2 separate regions of the Muntiacus reevesi genome follow, and region 2 is linked to region 1. The links are chromatin contacts, called in public Hi-C maps. All regions are on one chromosome and are shown on one strand. The core of a region is the stretch at or near the end of the contact, and the rest is flanking DNA. Distances in the headings are between cores, read along the strand shown. Region 1 holds the start of MAPK1IP1L (mitogen-activated protein kinase 1 interacting protein 1 like). Region 2 holds the start of FBXO34 (F-box protein 34).

Region 1 (7,160 bases), core at 4,170-6,669:
GTTTTTTATCAGAATTTGATATTGAGACTTTCTGTTTCTATGAAACAATATTGTTTTAAATATTTTTCTTTTAAAGATAACTTTTTATCAATACAGAAAACCTAAGGAATGATTAGCTAATGAATATTCTGTTAAAGGTAATTTTATAAAGAAGAAAATATGCTGTCTTTTATAATGGTAAAAATTAGTATTTATATGAAAATCAAGATCTAAGTAGCCTTTCATATATTCAAACTGGTTGCTTGTGATATATTTTCTCTGGCTTTCTTATTTTTTCAACTTCAAGGTATTGATAGCTATTAACATTTTCAAAATACTGCCATTTATATAGCCTTGAAGTAGATGATCTAATAAATGAGAGCAGGAAAGAGACTCATTTACTCTGAAACGGTTTGTATTTTTTCCTTTGGTATTTGCTACAGTGAAAAGAAATCAGGAAAGTAGAAGTGTAAGATTTGAGAAGGGAATTGATTACCGTGAAGGAAAAAGAAGAGTAAGAATTCTTTAGAGCATGAAGGGACTGGAATTTAGAAAGGTTAAGTCTTTCTCAGTGACTTTTGAGGACACATTTGAAAGAGTATTCAGCATTCAGAAACTTAACTCATTAAAAATATACTTACTGGAATTATGCGTAAGTAAATGAGTATAAATTTTGAGAGGGACAATGTGGGGAGATGTATAAATATAAATTTTGTAGCTAAGTTGAACACTGAGCATTTGAAAAGTGTGTAAATTTCAGAGTCGAGAAAGCATTCAGCATGGTGGAAATGTAGTGCTTACTGATGAGAGAGGATGGGGCTAAAAGAAACAAGATAAAATATTAAAATTAAGAATTTAGGCATCACCTCAGGGGAAAGCCTTGACAGTGAAAGGGAACTACTTAATTGCTAATAGCTAGTCTGGATCAGACACTTAAATGCGCTTTGGGAATCATCCTGCACTAACCAGGAAATAAACTTGATTTTTCTAATTCTCTCTGAAGCTTTCAAGAGTACCCCCAAGCCCACCTCCCCTTTTTTTAAGCTATAGCATCTTGATTCATACTGTACTTCCTGAAACATGCTGAATGGATTTTTTTAGGTTACCTGAGCATTTTTGTACGAAGAATTATATCTGATCTTTCTATAACTGTGCCATTCACTTAAATAATTCATGGAATGGTTTAATTTAAAGGAAGACCTAATAGGAAGAAGATTAAAGGAAGCTTTTAGTCAGCTTGTGGCTAGATTTATTGATTTGGTGATCAGACTTGTGTTCTTTCCTGAATTTCAGCTAATGGCAAACTGTGGTCAAAAAATGGCTTTCAGTTAAAGTTTTGACTTCTTATTGTAAATAATATAAAGAATGTCTAAGTAATTAGAAATCCTTTTTAAAAAGTAGAGCAAATGTGGCAAATAGGATTCTTCATTATACAAATTCCATTTCTTTTTATAAGAAAAACCATTATCATTTATTCATGAGTCAAAGCCATTAAGAAGATAAATCAAGTTATCAGCTTCCTGTCTTTGAAATTTGGATCATTTTATAGATCCATGTAATAGAGAGCTTCCTTCCTATGAAACGAAAATCTTGAGACCTAACTCTTAGACTCTTAGTTTTCATTAAAAATCTTTTTTGTCACTTTTAGCTTTAATCAGAGTCAGATAGATGATACATTGATTTTGGCAGAGGAAATCTCACAGGAAGTAGACTTAATTATATAACATTCCTTGAGGCAACACAAGGGCAACAGTGTTTAAATGTAAAGTAGATTGTGTGTTAGGTAATGTAATGCCCAAGTGAATAAGATTTTAAGTCAAGCAGATTATTGTTTCTACTTTGGAAAAAAATTGTTTACAACCTTCATTTTACATAAACAGTTTTACATCCATTTTTACTTCTAAAGAATGGACAGAAAGCACAAGGGGTTTTTCTCTTTTAATGGTCTACTAGAAATGAGCAACACTACAAGAGTCTGTACTATTAACACATGAAGATACTGGAGAGAAAGGGAAGTAACTATGGCTTCTAAATAAAAATATAGACTAATGGATATAATCCAATGACAAGGAATTTAAGGCACATGACTCCTATTTCAAATAAAGACAGTCTTTTACTTTTTAATTTTGAATACATTACTCAATTCTATATCTTTAATTTCCTAGCACATAAAGTATAGATGATAATATATGTCACTTGACTTCCTGCAGGTTAATTCTTTAGTTAAGAGGTGACCCTTGGAGCATCCTTGAAAATATTTCTGTACAGCTGTTAAGTACTAATGTGATGACAGGTTTTCAAAGTATCCCCTTAGAGAACCCTGCAGATTCACATTCATTTCTTTTAGTCTATAAAGGCCTTGACTTGATTTGACAATAAAGATAATGGTACAATTTGAATTTATGGTTTAGATTCTGCAGTTAGATGGACAGTTGCAATTTCCTCCTACTCTTTATAAGGTTTATGTAAAATTGATGTTTGCCTAAGTTATTTTAAAAGTTGATTACATTTGCAGGAAGTAAAGATAATCACTTTTGGCATAGTTATAATCAAATTTAAGCTTTCAGACTTGAGTATAAAACTCAAGAAGGTTTACTTAAATTATGCTGACTTTGCTAGAATTGGGTAAATTCTGTATAAACCGAGTATGAACTAGATACATACTTGAATGTACAGAGTTTAAGTAGTAACTTCACAAAGCTATTAGTACTCATCAATCAGGCTTGTATGATCCATCCCTTACCTAAAAAGTAGAGTGTTTCCCTTTTTATTTCTAATCCTGAAGTTGAATGTTTCTTCTTGGATGTGAGTTCAAATAAATTGATCTGAATACATTTTCATTTGTTATTAATTAAAACCTCATATATAAAATCCAAAGGCTTTGTAGTCTGTTTCCAAAACACTACTGTATATCCTTACCTGACATGTTCAACTTAGAGAAATTTTTAAATCTGTATTACATTTTCCTTTCAGTTTTAGTGTGTCACTTTAGGTCTTCCAGAAACAGATGTCAAAATGTGATTAAATGTACAAGAGATGTACTAAAGGGCGATGGACACCTTTGAAGAATAAAGGCGACTGGGACTTCCCTGGTGGTCCATTGGATGTAATTCTGCTTACACACACACAAGGAATGAGAAAGAAAGCAGGGAGAGGTGGTGAGGTCTTTATACCACATTGCAGGTCTGACATCTGAAAAAGAAACAAGGAAACACTGGGTAGGGTGGGCGGTGGGTTTAGTTCCCGACAGATTGCCTGTTGGAGCCCACATGGGACAGGAATGGCCTAATTTGATAATTCCCACTGTGCTCAGTTATTGACTGGGAATATGGGCCAAGCTGAAGGCTGTTGGTCACTCTAATATACATGACCAGGACTAGAGTGAGGCACTTAAATATGGGTATAAATTTGACCATAAACCCAGTAATGAGAATAACTTTTGGTGTGACATTTAAAATTCAGGATTAACGCAAAATGACCCATATGATGAGCAAAATATCAAAAACTTATTTTAGCACTATTTTTCTGACTTACTGTTGCTTCTGACTTCCTATGGCTCCACAGGGCACTGCTGATTCACAGCCTCCTATGAAGATAAAGTAGGTCACACTAGTATCCTTTTCCATAGACCACTGCCCCTATCCAAAGACACGTCTTCCCCAGGCTTCAGTTCAGTTCAGTCGCGCAGTCCTGTCTGACTCTACGACCCCATGGACTGCAGCATGTCAGGCCTCCCTGTCCATCACCAACTCCCGGAGTTTACCCAAACTCATGGCCATTGAGTCAGTGATGACATCCAAACATTCCATCCTCTGTTGTCCCCTTCTCCTGCCCTCAATCTTTCCCAGCATCAGATCTTTTCAAATGAGTCAGCTCTTCACATTAGGTGGCCTATGTGACCAATTAAGTATTGAAGTTTCAGCTTCAACATCAGTCCTTCCAGTGAACACCCAGGACTGATCTCCTTTAGGATGAACTGTTTGGAACTCCTTACAGTCCAAGGGACTCTCAAGAGCCTTCTCCAACACCACAGTTCAAAAGCATCAATTCTTCTGCGCTCAGCTTTCTTTACAGTCCAACTCTCACATCCATATATGACTACTGGAAAAATCATAGCCTTGACTAGAGGGACCTTTGTTGACAAAGTAATGTCTCTGCTTTTTAATATGCTGTCTAGGTTGGTCATAACTTTCCTTCTAAGGAGTAAGCGTCTTTTAATTTTATGGCTGCAGTCACCATCTGCAGTGATTTTGGAGCCAAAAAAAAAAAAAGTCTGTCACTGTTTCCCCATCTATTCGCCATGAATTTTTTTCACTCTCCTCTTTCACTTTCCACAGGCTTAAGTATTAATATTTGGAGTTTCTCTATCGCTCATTTTTCAGTATGGGAATTACGTGTGCTGTGGAATAAACTCAGGTCTTTTAAGAAGCTAATAGTAAAACGTCCACCCACCAATCCACTAACAGCAAGTGAAAATAAAATCTAAGAATACTGCATACGTTTTAATTTTTACACTAAAACATATGTACGTGTTATATATGTATATTTTGCACAACACGTAATTATGACATCTTCATTGTTAGCACATTTCCTGACCGCTGGGGCCATGTGTCAATCACCTTTTGGGTCTGTCACAGAGTAGGTACGTAAAGGTTTATTTGAAACTGAACTAAGGAAAGAAAAAAATACTGAACAGAAAAAACCTGCAAAGATATCCATTCTTTTTGTTAATATCAATTTGTCAAGCCATTTGCAAACGTATTCACTCTTTTGCACTGTTGCTTTGCTGCTACTGCTGCTAAGTCGCTTCAGTCGTGTCCGACTCTGTGCGACCCCATAGACGGCACCCCACCAGGCTCCGCCATCCCTGGGATGCTCCAGGCAAGAACACTGGAGTGGGTTGCCATTTCCTTCTCCAATGCATGAAAGTGAAAAGTGAAAGTGAAGTCGCTTAGTCGTGTCCGATTCAGCGATCCCATGGACTGCAGCCCACCAGGCTCCTTCATCCATGGGATTTTCCAGGCAAGAGTACTGGAGTGGGGTGCCATTGCCTTCTCGCCCGCCACAATTTTGGCCAACGGATCCGTGCCCCGGGTTAGAAGGCATTCACACCTAGCCAGCTTCGAGGCCTAACTCTAAATACCGCAAGTGTAGGGAATCCAGAACTTGCTTTCAAGCCTCTCCAGCAGACAATTTCCACCAGGCTGCCCAGAACGCAACCCGCCACTGGCGTTTCCTCCAGACTGCTCAAAACTCCGGGAAACCAGGGAGATTTCCTCCCGCCCACCAAGAGAAAAACAGCCGAGCAGCCGTGGACCGGCTGGCCGCAGTGCCACCGGGGCCCTGTGGAGGGCGCGCGCGGCCGGGCCCCGCCGACCAGAGGGGAGGCGGAGCCGGGTGGGGGCAGCGCGTTCCGAGCACGGCGCTTCCTGTTCCGGCGCCAGGAGGAGCCGCGCGCTGCTGGTGCTGCTGCCGCCCCCGTCTCCGTCTCCGCTGCCGTTGGTCGGGCTACTCTCGGTTCTTCAGCGCCCAGTTCTCTCCGACCCATCGCCGCTTCTAGATCTTGCTGCGAGTTCGGATCTTGCCGGGTGAGGCTGCCTCGGCGCTAGCGGGGTCATGGAGGAGAGCGAGGGAGCCCGCCCAAGCGGGACGCGGGGACAGTAACGGAGGTGCCTCAGACGCCTCTTTGGGGAGGCCGGGGGCTAAGAGTCTCTCCCCGTGGTTTTCCTTTTGGCTGTGGGCAATCAGCCCGCTCGCCCCCCAAGGAGAAGGCGTCGGGGGCGGGTGACGTCCTACCGATGGGTTTCTCGGCGGGTGACGTCAGGCCTGGCTCGGGGGGCGGGGCCGGTAGCGGGCCCGGCCCCTCCCCCACCCTTTCCCGGGCGGGCGCGACCCGCTCGGAGGCCGGTTCGCTCCGGTTAATCCCGGACTCCTTTTGTTCGCTGGGCTCCGAAGGGCTGCTCGCCTGGCGCCCCTTGGCCCCGACTCCCTCCCCCACTCATTAATTGCTAATGAAAGGGAGAGGAAGGCTGAAAGAGATTCTTGCAGGAGTCTTCGGTGCTGGTTTAAGATTATTCGCAGTATGAGGTTTTGCTCATCTGTTTTTTTTTTTTTTTTTGGTCATCATTTTCTAGAGGAGTTCCTAGCAGATATTCAGATGAATATCCATGGCAAACTGAGGAGTGTTGAGTTCTGTAATGCTCCCTTATTTTAGGATTTAGGAGCGCCTGGTGGCTTTGGACCGTTTTCTTCTGAAAACCGAGAGTAGTGCTTTTAATAAATGGGGATTGTAATGTTGAAGCATGGAAGCATACTCACCTGACAGAAGAAAAAAAAATTTTATAGGGTTGGTACTAAAGAAATACACGCTTCTACATTTGGTGCCTGTGAGTTTGTTTTGAAAACGAACCCTCCATTATAGGCGAAGGTACACTTCAGAAGTCTTTCAGAAGTTCTTTGTTTAGGAATAGTGCTCTTTGGGCAGGAGGAATAGAAATTTTTCTCAATACTAGTGTCTGAACTTTCTATTCAAAGCTAGTTTGTTTCAGAAACTTGAGTTATGTGTACTGGAATGTCCCTTTTCCTCTCTCCACGAGGAACGGAGACCCAGAGACAGCCCCTTAACTGAAATCCTTGGGACCAGTGTGTTTTGGAATTCAGAAATCTTGAAATTTTATCTTTAGATTTTAGAGAGACGATAAGGTGCAAAGATGAGAGATCACACCATTGGAGTCGGGGCAGCGTCCCCAATTCAGCATTAATATTTGCGCAGCGATAGGTAGGAATTAATAAAAACTGTAAATAGCCTCAGGTCAGGTTTTGCCACCAAGTAAGTTTTATGTCAAACTTGGGAACACTTCTTTCATTTCTAAAGGTTTCTGATTTGAGAACTGCAGATAAAAATTTACGAACCTATCATGGCAATTTGCAAAAGCTGACATCTGTGGAGTTTTTGCTACCTGCCAGACAGTGACCAGGACGTTTATTGTTTAAGTCTCACAGCAAATCTGTGAGGTGGATACTACTGTCTACTTTCACCTCTGAGGTTGGCACAGCTTGGCTTGTCCAGAGCCCACCAGTGAACTGCAGCATTACCTAGTTTGAAATATTTTTTGGTGTGCACGCCTATATTTTTTTTAATGCTTTTTAAATGGAAGGATAATTGCGTTACAATATTGTGT
Region 2 (6,577 bases), core at 1,699-4,198, 210 kb after region 1:
TAGGAAGGGAAAATCATAATCACACTCAGGAAGCTAGTTTTGCAGTAGAGAGGGGCCTAGAGACAAAGTCCAATGGAGCCTGCCTTTTGGTTTTCTCTGTCCTGATGGAAGAAGTAGGTTGGGTTAAGAGTTTGGGGTTGTGGAGGAAGATCAGAACATGTTTTTCTTTTGAGGTAGGAGTGAGCTATTGAGGAGCCATGATAGGTTCTTAGTTTTTATCTGAGTGGAGAGTCTGGGTCTATACAAACAAGTCCATTGAACTGGGTCTTAATTTAATGTGACGTTTGCTTGCTGGTTTGAGATGACTAAGTTCTAATCATTGATGAAATAACCAAAGTAATATATCAATACTTTATAATATTTAGAACTTCTCAGCTGCTGAGCCCCCTGAAGTCCCTTAATCTGTTCTTCTGTCAGCACTGCTTCAATCCTACAACCCCACTGTGCCACACTGGTACCCAAGCAGGTCAGGGAACTCCCTCCCAGGTGTGAAGCATTGCACTGGCTCTACTAGCTTTTTTCAAAGTTTATTCCCATTGTACAGATGGAGAAACAGAATCAAAGAATTTTTCTCAAGTGGTTTCACTGCCTCCTACTCTGATTTTTCTCTTAGACTAGTGCTATTCAAAAAGTGTGGCCTACTAGGCAGCTTTAGAGTCAGTCCATGATAAGAGCAGAAATGAGAGGAAGAGTTTCAGAAACTTTACTAGCAATTTGACAGAGTAACTTGATGTGTGCTGAGTTTAATAATCAAGAATTTGGGCTGCTTTAAACAATTTCACATTTATAGACGTTTTAGTCAGTTATACTACATTTTACAAAATAGTTCACAATGCATTAAATATTAAAAAATCCCTGCATGACTCAATCAGAGACCGTTTGAAAAACACTGCATTAGACCAGACAGTCTTTAATCAGACTCTTACAATGAAGATGTACTGGCCACATGGAAACCACTGTCATTTAATTTTGATATTTGTGTTTTTTGCAGTTTCAGTGTCTTTAACCCATCTGCAATTTCCAGGAACAGTACAGTGAGTGATATGCTAAGAGTTCTGGGGTCCTTGTTCAGTTTGGCTCTATAATGAGGCAGGAGGTAGATGGGCTCCAGGCTGAACAGTCTCTCCCCTCAGGAGAAAAACTCCAGAACAGTAGGAACTCCATAAAAGCAGGATAATGGAGGAGTCTGGGGCCTTTCCAGATAGAAGACGTGTGCATGCTAAGTTGCTTCAGTTGTGTCTGACTCTGTGCATCCCTATGGACTGTAGCCCGCCAGGCTCCTCTGACCATGGGATTCTCCAGGAAAGAACACTGGAGTGGGTTGACGTGCGCTGCTCCAGGGGATCTTCCCAAGCTAGGGATCAAACCTGCTCTCTTACATCACTTGCATTGGCAGGTGGGGTTCTTTACCACCAGGGCCACTGGTAAGAGACCACATATTCCTCATTTTCAGAGTTAAGGAAAACTCCCTGCCTATCCATGCTCAGAAAAGGCTCCTTGGAGGTCAAAAGAGAGGGGGGGCATCAACCTCATAGTTAGTGATGTCAGCTGCGCATAAGTCTCTTGACTAGAATTCATCATGGCTAAAAGATACACACATACATGGGAGGACCCTGAGAAATACTAAATACAGACTCAGAAACAGGGAAAGTAAGATGGTCAAAGGAAACCCGGAAGAAATGACCCATAAAAGTGACTGCAAACTACCATGAAGGCGTGACTTTTAAAAGTGGCAATACTCTTTGACCTAGAAATTCCATTTCTGGGTATTTATCTTAAAAAATTTACATCCATGAAAATGTCCTATAGTTTCCTTATAATGTCATAGATGAAATAAGTCTGAGAATGAAGAATTTGGTAGATTTTGTATGTTCACTTAATATAACTTTACAGTTTCTGAAGTGTTTATGAAGCTTACGTAGAACTAGAAAAAAATTATAAACGCAAAAAACAAAAAAGCACCCCAAACCAACAAGGATCCAAAATTGTTTGTACACCATGAGCACAACATTGTAAAATAAATATGCATGAGAAAATGTCTGAAGGAAAATAAGCTGAATGCTGAGTGCCTGTGTTAGGGTGAAGTTTTTTTCTTTTATTGTCCTCATGTTTTATGATGTGGTCAAAATTATTTTTACAGTGAACACAATTATCAGTTTAAAGGCTGAGTATCAAATAGGGACTGGCACTCTCATTTGAAAGTATTAAATAAAGTACCCAAAACCTCTTTTGTAATCATCATTTACAATCCCTTACTCTTCTAAAGATCACATTTTGAGACCGTCAACCTCAAAGTTTATCAAATTGCTGGTAGGTATTCCTGCCATTGAGGAGGGCATGACCACCCACTCCAGTATTCTTTACTGGGATTCCCATGGACAGAGGGGCCTGGCGGGCTACAGTCCGTGGGGTCACAAGAGTCAGACACGACTGAAGCGACTTGGCATGCACTCACGCCCTCCTGCCTTTATTTGTATAGAAAAAAACAACGGACATTCCCAATCCCTTCATTTTACAAATAAGAGCTCTGAAGCCCAGCTTCCCCAGATAGTAGCAGAACCAAACTATGAACCCAAGTCTACCAGGTTATCTACCAGTGATTTAACACCATTTATACAGTTCCACCCACATCCACCCACGAGTGTTAACAGACTTGCCATTGCTACTGACTGTTGAACCCTGGCTTACTACCATTCTGGCTAGCTTGAGGGGTTGAGTCCTTTCTCTACAGGTCGTGCTCCAGCTTTCACTCACCACTTGGGGGCCCGAAGAAGCCTCACCCGGTTTTCTCCCTGTTTAAGTCCCCCACTCTGAATCCCCAGCGCCCGAAGTGCCGCAGAACCCCGGCAGGGGGCGTTGTGACCCTGACTCCGCGGCCCCTCCCCTGGCCAACCGTCGATTGGGCCGGCGCGTGACGTCACGCCGTTTTAGCCAAACAAATGGGTTTCGGGGCGAGCGTTGGGCTCCGCCGCGCCGCGCTGGGCGCTCGGTCTGTCTCAGCGGTGCGGAGCGAGCCAGGCCTCCCGCCGCCGCGGCTGTATAGGGTGTGCAGCCCCGGGCCAGGCTCCGGCCGGGGCAGGAGCGCAGGTGGGTCCGGGCCGGGGTGGGGCGTGGCGCGAGGGCAGCGCGGTCGGGGTCCGGCGGCGGCCACCGTGGCCGCTCCCCGCCCCCTCCCGCCGCCCGCCTGCGCTCTTGGGGCGCCGGGCGGGTGGGGGCGGGGGTGCCGCCCGCCGCTCCGGGGCTCGGTCTGGGGCAGGGACTCGGTGGCCTGCACCTTGTCCGGGGACGGCCTCCGCCTGCACACGGGCCGGGCGCTGAGCGCCCCCGCGGGGCTCGGAGGGTCAGGCGGGCCGGCGGGCGGGAACGGGGTCCCGGGTCTGGGCTGAAGCCGAGGAGATCCGGGATAGGCCGTGAGGAGTTTCGGGATCGTCTCTCCCACCCCCGGGACTGGCGGCCGGTGAGGAAGTCGGGCCCTGGGTGGGGGTTGTTTTGCTCGGTCGCGCCCGCCAGGGCTCGGCCGCTCCGTCCTTCCCGGTCCCAGCGCAGGTGAGCTGGCGCCTGTCCTTAACCTTCTTTGGGGACCGGGCAGGATGGAGGCTCGGAGGCTTCTCTGGCCTCTGGGCTGGTGCAGGTCGACTGCGGTTCCGCCCCAGTCCGCGATGAAGTCACAGTGTTGTGGGTCCGCGTGTCTGTGACGTCAGGGGTTACGGGGAGATGAGCTGTGATGTCACTGCAGGCCCCGGTGGGAACCCTGGCGCGCAGAAGGGCCGGGAGGACCGGGAGGGGAAAAAAGGGAAGTTCAAGCTTCTGTCAACGCCTGGGGTCCCAGAGAATTTGAATCGAAAGTTGTTCGATATCAGCCTTTTACCATTTTAATGTAGTAGTTGTCAAGTTCTTTAACTTCATTTCGAACAAGCATTGTTACACAGTTCAATATAAGACCCATTTGATTTAGGAAAATCTCAATCAGGAGGATTTTTTTTTTTTCCGGTGGAGGTGGATGGTGGGTGTTTGATTTAAATGCTTTTCAGAAAGCTAAACTCGTAGTTTGATAGCTTGTGATTGGAATTGCTGAAAAAGAACCAATTTGAGTGCTGATGATTCCCTTACTCTTTCTTGCTAGACAATTTTGAAATAATTTATCTCCCCATTTGCTTTTTTGTTGTTAAGAGAGTGGCCTGGAAGAGAGTGGCTTTTAAGTCAACTTTTTCTTTTGTAAAAAGGAAAGGAGGAGGTCTGAATTAACTCAATATTATTGTTAAATAATAATTACCTGGGGATTTAATTTATCCAGGTTGTCCCTACCCATGGATAATTGAGGGTTTCCTGCGGCTATAGCTCACCAAAAAGGCTTTTTCTTGTTTTCCTACTAAGACTGGGTGTAACAGTAAAATAACATATACCAGAAACTGCTTGCCTGGACAAGTAACTAAAATTTTGTCTGTAGTGCTTGCAAATAGGAAACTACAGAATTTTTAAAAATGCCTTCTCTGTAAATCCTGCTTTTCTTCCGAAGCTTTCCAAAGAGATCAGGTTAGAAGAGGAGCTAGACCTGCTGTTACTAGCTTCAAGTATTGCAGCATATCAGTACTTTCGCTTATCATTTCTTCCTCTCTATGAAGCCATTTAAATAGGATCTAGTTTGAAAGGTGGAGAAGGAAATGGCAACCCGCTCCAGTGTTCTTGCCTGGAGAATCCCAGGGATGGCGGAGCCTGGTGGGCTGCCGTCTGTGGGGTCGCACAGAGTCGGACACGACTGAAGCGACTTAGCAGCAGCAGCAGCAGCAGCAGCAGCAGCAGCAGTTTGAGAGAGAGGTGGATGGCTAAAATTGAAGCATAATTGCAGTTTAGTGTCTTCAGCAGGAAACTAGGAAGGGAGTCCTCAGTCCCTCCTCATTGACCTTGACTTATTAGGGGTTTTCTGTTGTTAATACTTCCTTCTCTTCTTTGCTCTTTAAAGGTGATTGAAAAGGTATTGTGTCCCTAGATTTTGCATCAGCATGCTGGTGGAATTTGTGCTGTGTTTCTATGTTTACACAGAAAATGAAAGCAGAAATTTACCCTTGTTAATTGCTATTAGATTTGACTGGAAGTTTACAAAACAAGATGTTCTTGAAAATCTTATTTTAATACTCACCATACTTTGGACATTCTACAGTATTGTGTGTACTATTTGAAAATTATGATATACATATTTTAAAACATTAGGAATTGTGTGGTGACAGTGGTAAGGCTCTGAAGACATAATTTGGTTTTTTGGATCCTCAAGACTGATAAGCACCAAATTAACAGTGAAATTGCTAATTTTGAGGGTGTTAACCAAGCTACATTTTAAAATGGAAGGATCATGACAAGATATTATGTAATGGAGTTGAAGGAGGTACAAAAAGGACACTTTTAATGTATCTTTTCCAATGAGCCTTTCTGGGGGAGGCCACATGGATGTGTGCAAATTAAATGTACTAGTGTATGTGGGAAGGGGTGAAAGTCAAACTGTGTATAAGTTGAAAGACACATAAATGATGATTATAAAATAGCTTCTCCTTGGCAGTGCATTCCCCCACCAACCCATTGTGTTTAGCAATTTAATGATTTTTTTTTTTATGGAAAATGAGTTGATAGGTGGTGAATAAAGGTCTTCATGTATTCTGATATGACTGAGAGACAATGAAAAGTATAAAAAAAAAAAAAGCTTTGAATAGTTGTATAACTAAACAAGCCATAACACGTAAACATTTTTACAGTTTGTTTCTACTTTGGGCAGGCTATTTTTCACCCAGGCCTTGCAGTTTCGGGACTCAAAAGCAATTTTTACTTCTTATAAATGGAAATTTATTTGAGATAGGTATTTTTTTGTTATTTTATCCAGTTGCTGTATTTAAGGGACTAAGTTAGCCAATCATTAGTGATAAAGCATCTTTCTGACAGATAAAAGCAAATATAAACAGTAAAAGTACTAGAAATTCTTTAGGATATGTTTATTGTTTCAATTATTCTATTGACACATAGAATTAAAATTCTTATACACATTTTTTTACTTCATTTTCTAATAAATTTATGCTCAGCCAGTTTAATTTGTGCAGTTTTGATACTCTAGTAACCCTTAATCTTATTTTCATACTTGTTGGGGAGAGAACATACTAATGGTTAGAGACATCATTCAGTGTTATCTTCCAAAATTTGCAGCTGTTTCGAACCAGACACTTGAGAGAAGCTACTATGGTAGAATGAATGCCTTCCTTGTTAGGTCATGTGTGACAAAGGCAAAATTCAGCAAGTGCATAATCTGCAGTCCTTTGGACACAACAATAACAAAAAAGAGCAAATGAACTCCAAATGCATTTAGGTCATTGGAAATTGAATTCCTGTCAATTCTTACCCATGCATAATTTATCTCCCCCCCCACCCCCTTTAGTTCATCTTTATGGTACTTTGAAGCTGATGAACATACTGTATTATCTGGGGAAAGCATTAATGATTTATTTATTTATTTGCATTAATGATTTAAATGTAGGTGTTTCTTAAAGTCAGTTGAAAGAGTTTCATCACCTTTTTGTTTCTGGGTCCATCTTCTAGT

Evidence for each region. Hi-C and Micro-C count contacts between places; a contact is called where the count stands out from the background.
Region 2: a Hi-C map of muscle shows a contact between it and region 1, with 7 times the contacts expected there. The contact joins the promoter of FBXO34 here to the promoter of MAPK1IP1L in region 1. A contact is called at or near these places in 2 of 3 Hi-C or Micro-C datasets (blood and muscle).

The regions. Positions count from the first base shown.
Region 1 is chr7:65,003,131-65,010,290 of mMunRee1.1, forward strand. MAPK1IP1L (mitogen-activated protein kinase 1 interacting protein 1 like) reads left to right here and starts at 5,420. Exons shown (of 4, transcript XM_065940055.1): 1 at 5,420-5,567. It overlaps SOCS4 (suppressor of cytokine signaling 4), which reads left to right. Exons shown (of 2, transcript XM_065940068.1): 2 at 1-2,856.
Region 2 is chr7:65,218,918-65,225,494 of mMunRee1.1, forward strand. It overlaps FBXO34 (F-box protein 34), which reads left to right and starts at 2,949. Exons shown (of 2, transcript XM_065941104.1): 1 at 2,949-3,087.